Regions from separate parts of the Mus musculus genome. Here all the other regions are linked to region 1. Evidence: chromatin contacts called from public HiChIP or PLAC-seq data. All regions are on one chromosome and are shown on one strand. Each heading gives the region's core, a stretch centred on a gene start, on an enhancer-like site or on the middle of the called end of the contact. The rest is flanking DNA. Distances are from core to core; before and after follow the strand shown.

The links. HiChIP or PLAC-seq counts read pairs in DNA pulled down with a chosen protein or histone mark.
Region 2: an H3K27ac HiChIP or PLAC-seq map of bone marrow-derived dendritic cells shows a contact between it and region 1, with 18 times the contacts expected there. The contact joins the promoter of Rpl24 here to the enhancer-like site in region 1. A contact is called at or near these places in 6 of 39 promoter capture datasets (the C10 cell line, the HPC-7 cell line, embryonic stem cells and 3 more), 3 of 115 datasets of contacts at active chromatin or transcription factors (astrocytes, bone marrow-derived dendritic cells and pro-B cells) and 1 of 9 other capture datasets (liver).
Region 3: a contact with region 1 is called in an H3K27ac HiChIP or PLAC-seq map of bone marrow-derived dendritic cells, with 12 times the contacts expected there. The contact joins the promoter of Pcnp here to the enhancer-like site in region 1. A contact is called at or near these places in 2 of 39 promoter capture datasets (liver and neutrophils) and 2 of 115 datasets of contacts at active chromatin or transcription factors (bone marrow-derived dendritic cells and forebrain).

Annotation. Positions count from the first base shown.
Region 1 is chr16:57,187,608-57,191,621 of GRCm38.p6, reverse strand. It overlaps Tbc1d23 (TBC1 domain family, member 23), which reads left to right. Exons shown (of 19, transcript NM_001358433.1): 10 at 56-148; 11 at 2,190-2,360. Among named protein-coding and RNA genes, the nearest start is that of Gm16892, 22 kb to the right of the region's middle. Within about 2 kb of position 1,966, at least 93 of the 459 cell types and tissues checked have an H3K27ac peak or open chromatin away from gene starts, as enhancers often do. A contact at or near this core is called in the HPC-7 cell line and bone marrow-derived dendritic cells, where this site is marked.
Region 2 is chr16:55,963,926-55,967,939 of GRCm38.p6, reverse strand. Rpl24 (ribosomal protein L24) reads right to left here and starts at 1,665. Exons shown (of 6, transcript NM_024218.4): 1 at 1,502-1,665; 2 at 1,318-1,393; 3 at 770-880. The coding sequence starts at 1,506. It overlaps Gm6958 (MLV-related proviral Env polyprotein-like), which reads right to left. Exons shown (of 1, transcript XM_001480210.4): 1 at 2,892-4,014.
Region 3 is chr16:56,027,865-56,031,878 of GRCm38.p6, reverse strand. It overlaps Pcnp (PEST proteolytic signal containing nuclear protein), which reads left to right and starts at 2,162. Exons shown (of 5, transcript NM_001024622.2): 1 at 2,162-2,276. The coding sequence starts at 2,213.

The DNA of each region.
Region 1 (4,014 bases), core at 717-3,216:
TATGGTGTGAACTTCATGTCTAATCCCACAATGCCACATGTTGTTGCCTTTTTAGGAAGGAGTCCGGTTCTTCGTGGTGGACTGCCGTCCTGCGGAGCAGTACAATGCTGGGCATTTGGCAACCGCGTTCCACCTAGACTCAGACTTGGTTAGTCGATGTGCACGTCGGATGTTTTGGGAGAGACGGGGTGGATCTCCCTCTGGCTTCTAGCTAGATCTACGTGACCCAATGGGGTGCTGTCTTCTGGCAGCTGCCCTGTGGGAGGGGCTTGAGGTCCCTTTTCTTCTAGGGGCAGTTGTCATAAAGTGACGTCTGTTAACTGTGGCTCACGCTCCTCCCATTATTATGTCAGTAAATTCTACACTCGCTGTGAGCTATCTCCCAGGTAGATCACTTAGCATTGTGCCTTGCACCTTGTAAGTACTGTAGAAATAGGAGCTCTTAGCATAATTGGATAAGAATCCTATAAGTTTTTGCTATAAGACATTTTTAAAGTTTATGAGTATTTTTATAACTAATATGCAGGCAATGTTGTATCTGACATATAATTGCTCAGTTGTTAAAGTCACCGTAGCCTAGGGTAACTCCCATTGTAGAATGAGTAAAGTAAATATGATCATAAGAGGCGCTTAGAGCTGTTGAGGCACGGAGACTGGCGCCATGTAAGCCTCTCTAAGGTTAAAGCCTCAGAGGTGGGGGACAGCTGAATAGGGAGGTGCCCTCCACCCCCACCCCTCCCCCACCCCCTCCCCTCCAGCTGAATACACAGCCTTCCCTCCTCATTCATCTTGTCTAGAGATAGTGGTCCTGGAGCCGGAAGGCTAGGTGGTATGGAGAGGAAACTAACAGAAAATGAAGGTCCTACTTAGAATTTGGACATCGGGTGAGAAAGGACCTGCTAGCCTGTCTGTGTCCTCTGAGTGAGAGCTGTGCCTGCCCCTGCTTTTTCTCATGATTCATGGGTACCTTCCTTTTCATCAGTTAACGTTGCAGAGAATATGCTGAATCAGCTGTCATCAGCTTGCTCAGTCTTCACCTTGAATACATACTCTTTCTTTGCCACGTTACCTTTGCTTCGTGGTTTCTTGGGACCTTTCCCTTTAAGTACGTTCCCTTTAATGTTTCACAGAGGGCCATGGTGCAGCAACGATCATAGTTTGTTGTTCGGTGAATGTATACTTAGTTTACTCTCAGTTTTGTTAGGAAGCTGGTGATGAAAACTTTACACGTATTTTGTGTCGTTTTCCAAATAGCTCTGTAAAGAGACTCTTTAAAGTAGAATAATTGGGTTGGGGGATGTGGCTTTAAAAAGCCTGACGATCCTATACCTCAGTACTGGCTCCGTAATGCTCTGTGTCATCAGCATTCCTGGGCGTTATCAGTCATGGGTTTTTGTTTGTTTTCTAGAATAGACTGAAAATAGAGGTAAGCAAGCAAGGAGAAAACTCCTTTCCTCTCTTCTTGAAGTTGCTTTTTCCTTGGGTGGAGAGCTGTCTGAGAGGTTAGGCGCACACGCTGGTCTTGTAGAGAACCTGAGTTTGTTTCTCAGCACCCACGTGATGCTCATAGCAGCCTTTAACTCCAGTTCCAGAGGCTCTGATCCCTCATGTAGCCACTCAGACATAACAATCTTCAAAACTATTAAATTGCTCTTCTCTCTGATCTGCCCGTTTTTCTCCTGGATTTTTTTGCTGTATGGGATTTTAGTAATGAGAGCTTAGAGTTTTTGTAGTTTTTGGTATACTTACTTCATTGAAGGTGAGGAATGGGTTTTGATTTTTGTTTTATCAATACCTAAAGAAAATGGTAAGTAAATGGTCTCTACTGTTTCTGATGTCTTCTAAGACATACGTGGACTGCCTTGTAAGAGGAAACGGAAAAGCAGAACTGTTTGAATCTGTCCTTGTTATTTCCTCTGTTCAGAACTAAACTGTGTCATCATGACTCAGGACTACTGTAGCTGGGCAGTGGTCCATGTGAAACAGTTCTTCCTTCTGATTGAGGAGTGTTTGTCTCAGCCTTTGTTCCAATATATACATAAACATATCCCTGGAATTTTACTTATTTATGCCTTTTCATTTTCCATCCCTTTAATGCTTGGTTTTTAATGTTGGTAATTTGCATGGATGTAGTTTCCGGTTTTACAAATACATGCTTGCCAAGTTTCTAATTTTTTAAAATAATCTAGATGCTCCAGAATCCATCTGAGTTTGCACAGTCAGTAAAGTCCTTGCTAGAAGCACAGAAACAGTCCATTGAGTCTGGCTCCATAGCAGGCGGGGAGCACCTCTGTTTTATGGGCAGTGGCAGAGAGGAAGAAGACATGTACATGAACATGGTCCTCGCACACTTCTTACAGGTATGTTCACGTTGATTAGTCCGTCTTGTTTGCTCGTGGCTGACACCGTGGAGAAATCCACAGCTAGTGTTCTTTTACTTTTATATCCATGTATCCATATATTTTGTAAGCTTCTCAATTTTATATCTTAACATCTTTTTCTCAATATTTTTCTTACATGCTCATATGATACTATTTTAATTATGTTTTAAACCATATGGAATCTATTTTCATGTAGGAAGTGAGGTAGGAAAATTACTGTGCCATTTATCACTGTGTTGATGAGTTTTCTTTTTTTTATTATATTCTTTCTTTATTTACATTTCAAATATTATTCCCTTTTCTGGTTTCCCCTCTGAAAACCCCCTATTCCACCGCCCCCCCCACACTAACCCCCCCACACCTACTTCCTGGTCCTGGCATTCCCCTACACTGGGGCATAGAGCCTTCACAAGACCAAGGGCCTCTCCTCCCATCGATAACCAACTAGGCCATCCTCTGCTACATATGCAGCTAGAGCCACGAGTCCTACCATGTGTTTTCTTTGGTTGGTGGTTTAGTCCTAGGGAGCTCTGTGGGTACTGGTTAGTTCATATTGATGATCCTCCTATGGGGCTGCAAACCCCTTCAACGCCTTGGGTCCTTTCTCTAGCTCCTTCACTGGGGACCCTGTGCTCAGTCCAGTGGTTGGCTGCAAGCATCCACTTCTGTATTTGTCAGGTACTGGTGGAGCCTCTCAGGAGACAGCTATATCAGGCTCCTGTCAGCAGGCTCTTGTTGGCATCTACAATAGTGTCTGGGTTTGGTGATTGTATATGAATGGATCCCCAGGTGGGGCAGTCTCTGGATGGTCATTCTTTCAGTCTCTGCTCCACACTTTGTTTCTATAACTCCTGCCATGGGTAATTTGTTCCTCCTTCTCAGAAGGATCAAAGTATCCACACTTTGGTCTTCCTTCTTCTTGAGTTTCATGTGGTTTGTGAATTGTATCTTGGGTATTCTGAGCTTCTGGGCTAATATCCACTTATCAGTGAGTGCATTCCATGTGTGTTCTTTTGAGATTGGGTTACCTCACTCAAGATGATATTTTCTAGTTCTCACCTAAGAATTTTATAAATTCATTGTTTTTAATTGCTGAGTAGTACTCCATTGTATAAAAATGTGTCACATTTTCTGTATCCATTCCTCTGTTGAGGGACATCTGGATTCTTTCCAGCTCCTGGTTGTTATAAATAAGGCTGCGATGAACATAGTGGAGCATGTGTCCTTATTACATGTTGGAGCATCTTCTGGCTATATGCCCAGGAATAGTATTAGTGGGTCCTCATGTAGTACTATGTCCAATTTTCTGAGGAACTGCCAAACTGATTTCCAGAGTGGTTGTACCAGCATATAATCACACCACAATGGAGAAGTGTTCCTCTTTCTCCACATCCTAGCCAGCATCTGGATTTCTCTGTGCTCAGGATGTATTCTCAGATTACTCTGTTGTATTACTCGTTTTTGCTTCATGTTCTAGAACTTTTAATAACTATATGATTTATTTTCATTTTTTTACTTGTTTTGATTATATGTATATGTATACACACATACTATATATATATATATATATATATATATCCATTACCCATAACATATACATATACACAATATATGCATATACATATCTGTTACC
Region 2 (4,014 bases), core at 416-2,915, 1.2 Mb after region 1:
TTTGTTGGGTACCTGCTTTCAATACTTAGAATGGAATTGCCAGATGTTAAGAACACAAAAAAAATTTTTTAACAGTTGTCAACCTGATCTATGAGTAACCCTGTCTAAAAAAACCAAAATAAATAACATTTTGAGTTAATTAAAAGGTTTACAACAGCTGTATCATTTTATTCTAGGATTTCTGTTTCTCTACATCTTCACACCTCTAAGATTCCCTCCCCCCATTTATTCATCCAAAAGGATCTAATAAATATAATTCATCTTTCTTTTCACTAACTCTGTACTGCGTGCTCTGCTTTGGGAAACAAGGTTTTATGTAGCCTAGGCTGACTTTGAACTACTGATCCTCCTGCTTCTACCTCCCAGACACTGGCATTACATGAGTGGGCCACCATGCCCACTTAACATATTTCACATCTGGGACCACTGTTTACTATAATACCCAGCTAGAATCTATTTAACGAGGCTCACACATGCCAAGCCTAACTATTAGCTGTTGTCCTAGCACCACACCTCCACCCAGAGCAACACCTACCATCCCCTAAGGGCCTCTTCAACCCAAAATGAAGCTTACAGAGAGGAATCATTTCAAATTTCAACACACAGCTTGGAAGGCTATGGTACCCAAGGCCACACTAACAAGTTCTGCTACTGTCTGATGGTTTAGTTCAAGAGCACATTGCATAGTTTTGTTTAACCAAAATTTAACCTGGCAAAATCTGACAGTGTAACTTTAAAAGAGGCTACTAGCAAGCTGCATTCCACTTACCGACTGCCCTTTCTTGTGTTTCCTTCTGTAGAGGACAGTCCAGTTTATCTGCCGAGGATTCCTTTTGGAAAGGAATGCTGACTCACATTTTGCATTAAGAAACTGGAAAACCTGCAGTTAACAAATTCAAATTAGTCATCCTTTTACACAAAGTGGAGACTGACGTCCTCCTCCAGCTTTATTCTACTTCTCTCTTCTCAATATATAAATATATAAAGGAGGCAAGAGACCTCTTTGTGACACAAATGACAGGGTGGCATCAATGCTACAGTCTTCTCAGGAGCCGAAAAATCTACACTAGTCGCAAAGGGTCGGGTGGCGCTAAACTCAAAGAAATCTGGCTCTGAGCCCTCTCCGACTCCAAAAGACCTGAAGCCCATTTCCCTTTCCCATTGGTTACATACAGCACTCATTTCCAGCCTGGTTTACACACCATCCATATTCCCTCAAGTTTCCCATCCCACACGCGGTCCCGGGGCCTTCGGGGAGAGAGGACCGTCCTTCTACTCCCAGCGTCCCGAGCCGCGCTCGGCCCAGCCGGCCTTTACCTTCCCGTCGGTCCTGGCGTAGCGCCGCCCGTGTCCCGGGTAGATCTTGTACCCGCTGAAACTGCACAGCTCGACCCTGGAAGGAAAAGGCGAAGCTCGTTAGTATGTGCGCTGCAAAGAGGAGCCATCCCCGGTAGCTCGGCCTCAGGATGGAGGCGGATTGGGACACCGGGCGCCCGCTTACTTCATGGTGATAGATGTCGGCCTGCCGGGGTAAAGATGGCGAAGAGAAAGAAAGAATCATGGGAGAACCTTATAGGGCAGAGGGAGAGAATCTCCTCCCTAAATTCCCTTCCTTGACCCCGGCGCCCAGAGATGATGTCACTTCCGAGCGCCCAGTCTGTTTCCTAGCAACAGCTTTCTTCCTACAGCATTGGCGGGGAGTGGGTTTGAGGTGTTCGTTTAAGGTCCAAGTTGGTTCTTGGCTTGGGTTCTGTGCCATTTTATTTCCTCCAGGCTAGTGTTCTAGAATCTAAAGCCAGCATTTCGCAGGATTTAATAAACAAGAGACAAGGATGTTCTACGTGTCTTTCCTCCTCTTACGAAGCCCAGACCAGTTTTTATCTCGCAGGTAAAACCTGAAGGTCACTTTTTGCATTTGGCTTTGGATTATTCCTTGAAACAAAAATAAATCGTAGCGGCCTGCCGGGCAGTGGTGCCGCACGCCTTTAATCCCAGCACTTGGGAGGCAGAGGCAGGTGGATTTCTGAGTTCAAGGCCAGCCTGGTCTACAAAGTGAGTTCCAGGACAGCCAGGGCTGCACAGAGAAACCCTGTCTCGAAAAACCAAAAAAAAAAAAAAAGAAAAAGAAAGAAAAAAATCGTAGCGGCCGACAGCGTGGCCCAGGGATAGCACGAGTGGTACGCAAAACCCTGAATTAAATCCCCACCTCCAAAAAATATTAGAGCCCGCCACTGTGGGGCAAGCTTTTAATCTCAGCTCTCTGAAGACGCACTGGCAGGCTGGTCTACATAGTAGTAAGAGTTCCAACGGTACATAAATAGTGACCCCCTGTATCAAAAACTAAAAGTAATTAATCACTAGTTCAAATAGATTGCCAACACTTGTAATACGAGCACTCAGGAACTAAGGCGGGACTACTACAAGTTTGAGGCCAGCCTTGGTTACAGTGTGAGACCCTGTCTCAAAACCTGAAGTTACGAGTTGGAAAGGTGAGCAGGTTAAGAATACATACAACTATTGAAGACGACCAGAGTTCAGCCACCTGTAACTCCAGCTAGCTGCCTGACCCCGAACTCATGAGTGTACTTACATACACACACACACACACACACACACACACACACAAACACACACACACACAGGCAAAAAAAGAAAAAAAGAAAAAGAAAAAAAAAAAAAAAGAAAAGCTATGCTAGCCAGCCGGTGGAGGCACAGCCTTAATCCCAGAAGAGTCAGGCTGGTCACTAAGACTTTTGAGGCCAGCCTCGCCCACAGGGAGTTACAAGACATCCAAGGCTACACACAGACCTTGTCTCTAAAAACCGAAAATAAAATAAAGGAAAAATAAAGTTATTTTATGGGGCTGGAGAGATGGCTCAGCAGTTAGGAGCGCTGGCAACTCGTCCAAAGGACCTGACTTCAATTCCCAGTACCCAGACGGCAACTCAATAACTGTAAATCCAGTTCCAGGGGACCTGGCACCTTCTCATAGACATACATACAGGCAAAACACCAATGAACGTAAAAATAAATAAATCTTAAGAAGAAAGAAAAGCTATTTTAGGGCCTGGAAAGATGTTTCAGCTTGTAAGAGCACTTGTTGAATTAGTAGAGGACTGGCATTAGACATGGTCCAGCATACACATGGTGGCTCACAACAGATGGTTTTCCAGTTCCAGGAAACCAAGCTGGGTCTTCTGACCTCCAGTGACCACACAGTGCCACCTGGTGTACACACGTAGAGCTAAACATTCAGACACAGAAAGTCAGATGAAATTTAAAAATTAAAAAAAAAAAAAAAAAAAAACTTTTAATTTAAAAAAAAAACCTATTTTAAAGAACTTCTGGATATTTGGCAGGCAGAGATGGGCAGATCCCAGAGTTTAAGGACAGTCTGGTCTACAGAGCAAGTTCTAGGATTACCAGGGTCATGTGTAGCCTGTCTCAAAAACAAAACAACAACAAAAACCTGGAAATATAGTCCCCATAGAGAAGCTCGGGTGAGGACAGATGGGAACTTGGAATGGGACATTCTGAGTGAGGGAAAGAGAGATGGCAGGAGCCAGCTGATGGATTTTGTGGAAGGCTGCCAACTCTGCTCCAAGTCACTGCTTACTGAAACAAATGTAGTGGTTAATATTTTCTATTTTTATAAGCAACTCACAGTGTTCTGTAAGTGGGTAGTTGAGAAGTGGGGGAGCAATTCTAAGAAAGCTGTGAGTTATGCAAGATGGTACCTTGGGGTTTTTGAATCAGGGGGATCAGGATCAAGACCGCCCTCTGCTACACAGTCTGAGGTCAGCCTAGGAAGCACGAGACCCCTCCTCAGAAACTGAAAGCTGGAAGTTGGGGAGATGGATCAGTGGTTGCAAAGTGCTTGCTATCAAAGCACTTGGACCTTGTTCAGAGGCCTAGCACTCAGTAAAAGCCAGTATGGTGGAATGTACATGAATTTCAGCCCTGGGGATGCCAACACAGGAGGATCTGAGAGATTGGTTGGCCAGCCAGTCCAAG
Region 3 (4,014 bases), core at 913-3,412, 1.2 Mb after region 1:
GTAAGTGCTCCCCATCTCTACTTGAAGCCTGAGTTATTCATTCACAGATACCGAACAGCTTTCGTGTAGGTAACCACCAATACAAGGTGCTATGAAATGTGGCTGCTTTTTAGTTTTAATTTTTTGTGCCTATATGCTGATGTGTGTGTACATGTGGGTATGCACACATGTGTCGTTGGACTGTCTTAGTTATCTTGAGTTGTGTTTTCACTATGTAGACTAAGCTGCCTTTAAGATCCACCTGAGTGAGATTAAAGGCATGGCCACCATCCCTGGTGCCACTTTAACTTTTGATACAACCTGGAGGTGGCCGACTTGGCTGGACTGGCTGGCCAGCAAACCCCAGGGGACCTCCTGTCTCAGCCTCTCCCTCTCTGGCACTAGGATGACTGGCACCCCAGCTTTATGTGAATACTAGGGATCCAAACTCTGATCTTGAGATAACCGGATGATTCAGTATAGCCACTGTTACCAACATCCATGTTTCTCTGTTCTGTTGTTTTAGTTTGGGGGTAGGCCCTCATGGAGCTCAGGCAGGTACTGAAATGGCTGTGTAGCTAAGGATGATACCTTTATCCCATGATCACCTGTTGAAGGGGTACTAGCATTTATTTGGATACAGGGTCTCCCATACCCCAGGCTGATCCTATCTCCACTTCCCAAGTACTGGAATTAGACATATGTGCCACCACTTCATTATGCAGTGTTGGAGATGAAACCCACCATGGGTTTTGCACGTTAGGCAATCACTTGGCCAACTGAGGTACAACCAACAGTCCACTGATATTTTATGGAGAAGTAAAAGCAGGTCTGTGGACAGCAACACTCAATGTTGCTTGGAGGACAGAATGAACTATATTCTCTAATACTGGGTGTATATTACAGGCTAGGAATTGACCAAATTTGGGCAGAGGAATGAGTATAGAGAAAAAGAAGTAAGAAACAGATGAGGCTGTAGCATACTTGATGCATGGATTTCATTGACACTAAATGAATCTACTAAAGGTTTCTAGGAGAGGCAGGACTTAACAGGTGTTTCCAATCTGGAAGAGACGAGTCCTGTATTTTACTGTTGAGTATAAGACAAGTGCTGGTGCTAGCACAGAGGCAGGGAACGCTACAAGACAACTCTTGTGCTGTTCATTGTGTCCATGAAGGTTAAGAGACAAGACTGGCACTAGCTTTTATGATAAAACTCTGTCGGATACTTTTACCTTGAAAGAATAGGGCGATTTAACCAGCAGACAGTTTTACTCCAGACAGTTTTATAGGAGTAAAGAAAACTCCTTGAAAAACACCAAGAAGTGAATAACTTCTAATTCAAAGCAATTCCGAACGTTGAAGCTGGGCTGGGGCGTATTTTAAACGTTATTAGAGAAGGGATGAGTGGAATAGGGTAGATACAAAGCCGACATCTCCAAACTGCAGTAGAGCAAACTACCCTTCTCCGTAAGAAAGACAGCTCCTGCCCTTCGGAGTGTAGCCGGGGATTTTGTTTGTTTTTTATGTATTTTTTTTTAAACAGGTGTTTGAATATATGCAAGTGAGTGTGAACTCTTAGTAGTCGGATTTCTGGAACTGGAGTTATCAGTTAACTGTAGACCACCCAACTGGGAATTGAACTGTCCTCTGAAACAGCAGGAAGCGCCCTTGACCTCCACGTATACCTATTTCTGCTTTTAATGTTTGCTTGCTTGCTACAACTCTCACGCTGAATTTTTCACGAATGCAAAAGCCGCGGAAATTTCTTCCGCCCCAATTTCCGTAAGGCTCTACGACGTGATCTTCCATAAGTCTCTTTTCGGTGTCATTGCACAAATGGAAACGATAATTGCACACCGGACCGCACTGGACGGTGTCAACACTAAGACAGCGTCCGTTAACTGCTGACGTTTCTCTGTAAGAACACAGCCCTATCCCGTAAAATGAAGGACCAGCCGCGACCACCGCTGAGCGTGGAAGCACCTAGGATTGAACCCACCGTTCCACGATCGGTGAGTCCGTACTAACCCGGACGTGCCATCCCACCGCCCAGTCCTCCATAGCCGTCACCACACACCTCGTTCCAGCCAACGACGTCACATCCGTCCCCGTCTCGGGTTCCAGGTCCTCTCTAGGCTGCGGCCTCGCTGGCCCGCCCGAAGCTTTGTGGTTGCTGGGCGGGGCCGTGACGTTCTTGCCCGGGCTGCAGGGGGAGGCCGCGGCGAGGAAGATGGCGGACGGGAAGGCGGGAGAGGAGAAGCCAGAGAAGCCGCAGCGAGCCGGAGCCGCCGGAGGTGAACACAACCCCAGCGTCGCGGGCTACGGGGGCTACTCCGGCCTTTCTTTGGGGTTCCCAGGGCGGGTTGGGGGGCTTTCCGGCATCGCAGGAGCCGGCGGAGCTGGCGCTCGCCCGGCCAGGGGCTGGGCCCTGATGAGTGCCGGGCACGCCCGGTGTGGCCCGCGGGGGAGATCGAGGTCCGCGTCGCCTAATCAGAGAGGCCGCCGGTTACCACCGGGCGGTGCGAAGGGAGGTGGGAGCTTGGCCCGGGAGTCCGAACAGCAGAGAGCTCAGGGCCCGCTGCGCACTCAGGCCGCCGCACGAGCGCCGAGCCGCCGCGGGCACTGGCCGCATGCCGGCTTTCCGAGGTCGCCGGCCTCTCGGTTACACGTAACGAGGGTTGATGCTCTCTTTTTCGCTGCGGAGGTGGAAGACCCCAGCCCACTCTCTGCTGTATTTTCAGACATAACATTTATAAACCCTGCGATGGCATAAGTCGAGGCGATGCAGGGGAGAGGGGAATCTGGCTCAAGCAGCAAACGCTTGAAATTAGGGTTTGATTCGCTTTCTTTCCGGTATCTTTCTTAGGCTGCCAGCAGCGGAGTCTATGTCAGATATTTCGTTGGCGTGGTAGGAAGGTGTGATCTTCCTGTAATTTGTCGCGAAATTAAACTCAGATTATAGCTATCTTTTCGTTCCTCCTACCCCCGTAATTTTTGATGGTGTACATAAAGGAAAAGAAATGCGTAGTCTCTTTTCCCCTACGCCCTTTTGTCGGAAGGATAATTAGCACATGCTTAGAATGTTTTAGCCTTTCACTGTTCTGGCTTTCTTCGGGCTTATCCTTGAAATACTTAAATGTGAGAACATATAGGTTCAGTATCGCATAAAGGCCAAAAGTAGGGTCTACCAAGTTTGTTAATTGCCGAACACCCCCGCCCCCACCCCACCCCCGGTTTGAGCTAGGAGCTCATTTAGCTCTGGCTTCCTGAGTACTGGAATTACAAGCCACGGCCACTTTCTCAGGTCTCTTCCTCATTTTGTTTTTTTTTAAAAATAAACTAGTAAAATAGCTAATGATTTTAGTTCTTACTTTAGACCTTCTATATGTTAAAAGTAGTTTGAGGAAAAACTATAGCCTAAAGTATCTTGGGGTGGCCTTGAACTTAAGGTCCTTTTGCCTTGACTGAGAACATCGTTTTAAGGTACTGCTAAAATGTACCTTAAACGTCTAAAGAAATTCGTGTGTATGTATGCAGTGTACTTGCCACCCTTTCAGTTGAGGGACATTCTGTCCTGTGAATAATATTTCCATCTTAACAGTGTTGGGGTTACATTGATTATTTTATGTTGGTAACTTAAAATAGCAGCCCTTTTCTTCATAATTTGCCTGATTTCGTAAAGCTCACTTTAATATCAGACATACAGGGGTCATGCAGAGTTTCTTAACTGAAACATTTCGCCCATAGGTAGGATTGAATTGATAAGCTTCAGGCAAGTGTTCAGCTCTCTTGGAAAACTTTGTCTAGACTTGGCAACCTTTCTTCTGTGAGACAGCCCACGGTGTTGGAAATACGAGTAGTTTCCCTACTCATTCAACCTCGTTATTGATCCTGGAGGTTGAACCCAAGGCCCCATTTATGCTAGGGTTGGGCCTCACGACCGTGCTCTATTTTAGTAGGGAGACGATCCCCTGTGTAGCTCTTTAACTTAAGTAGAAACTTAGATTTAGAGACAAGCAACTTAATGTGTAA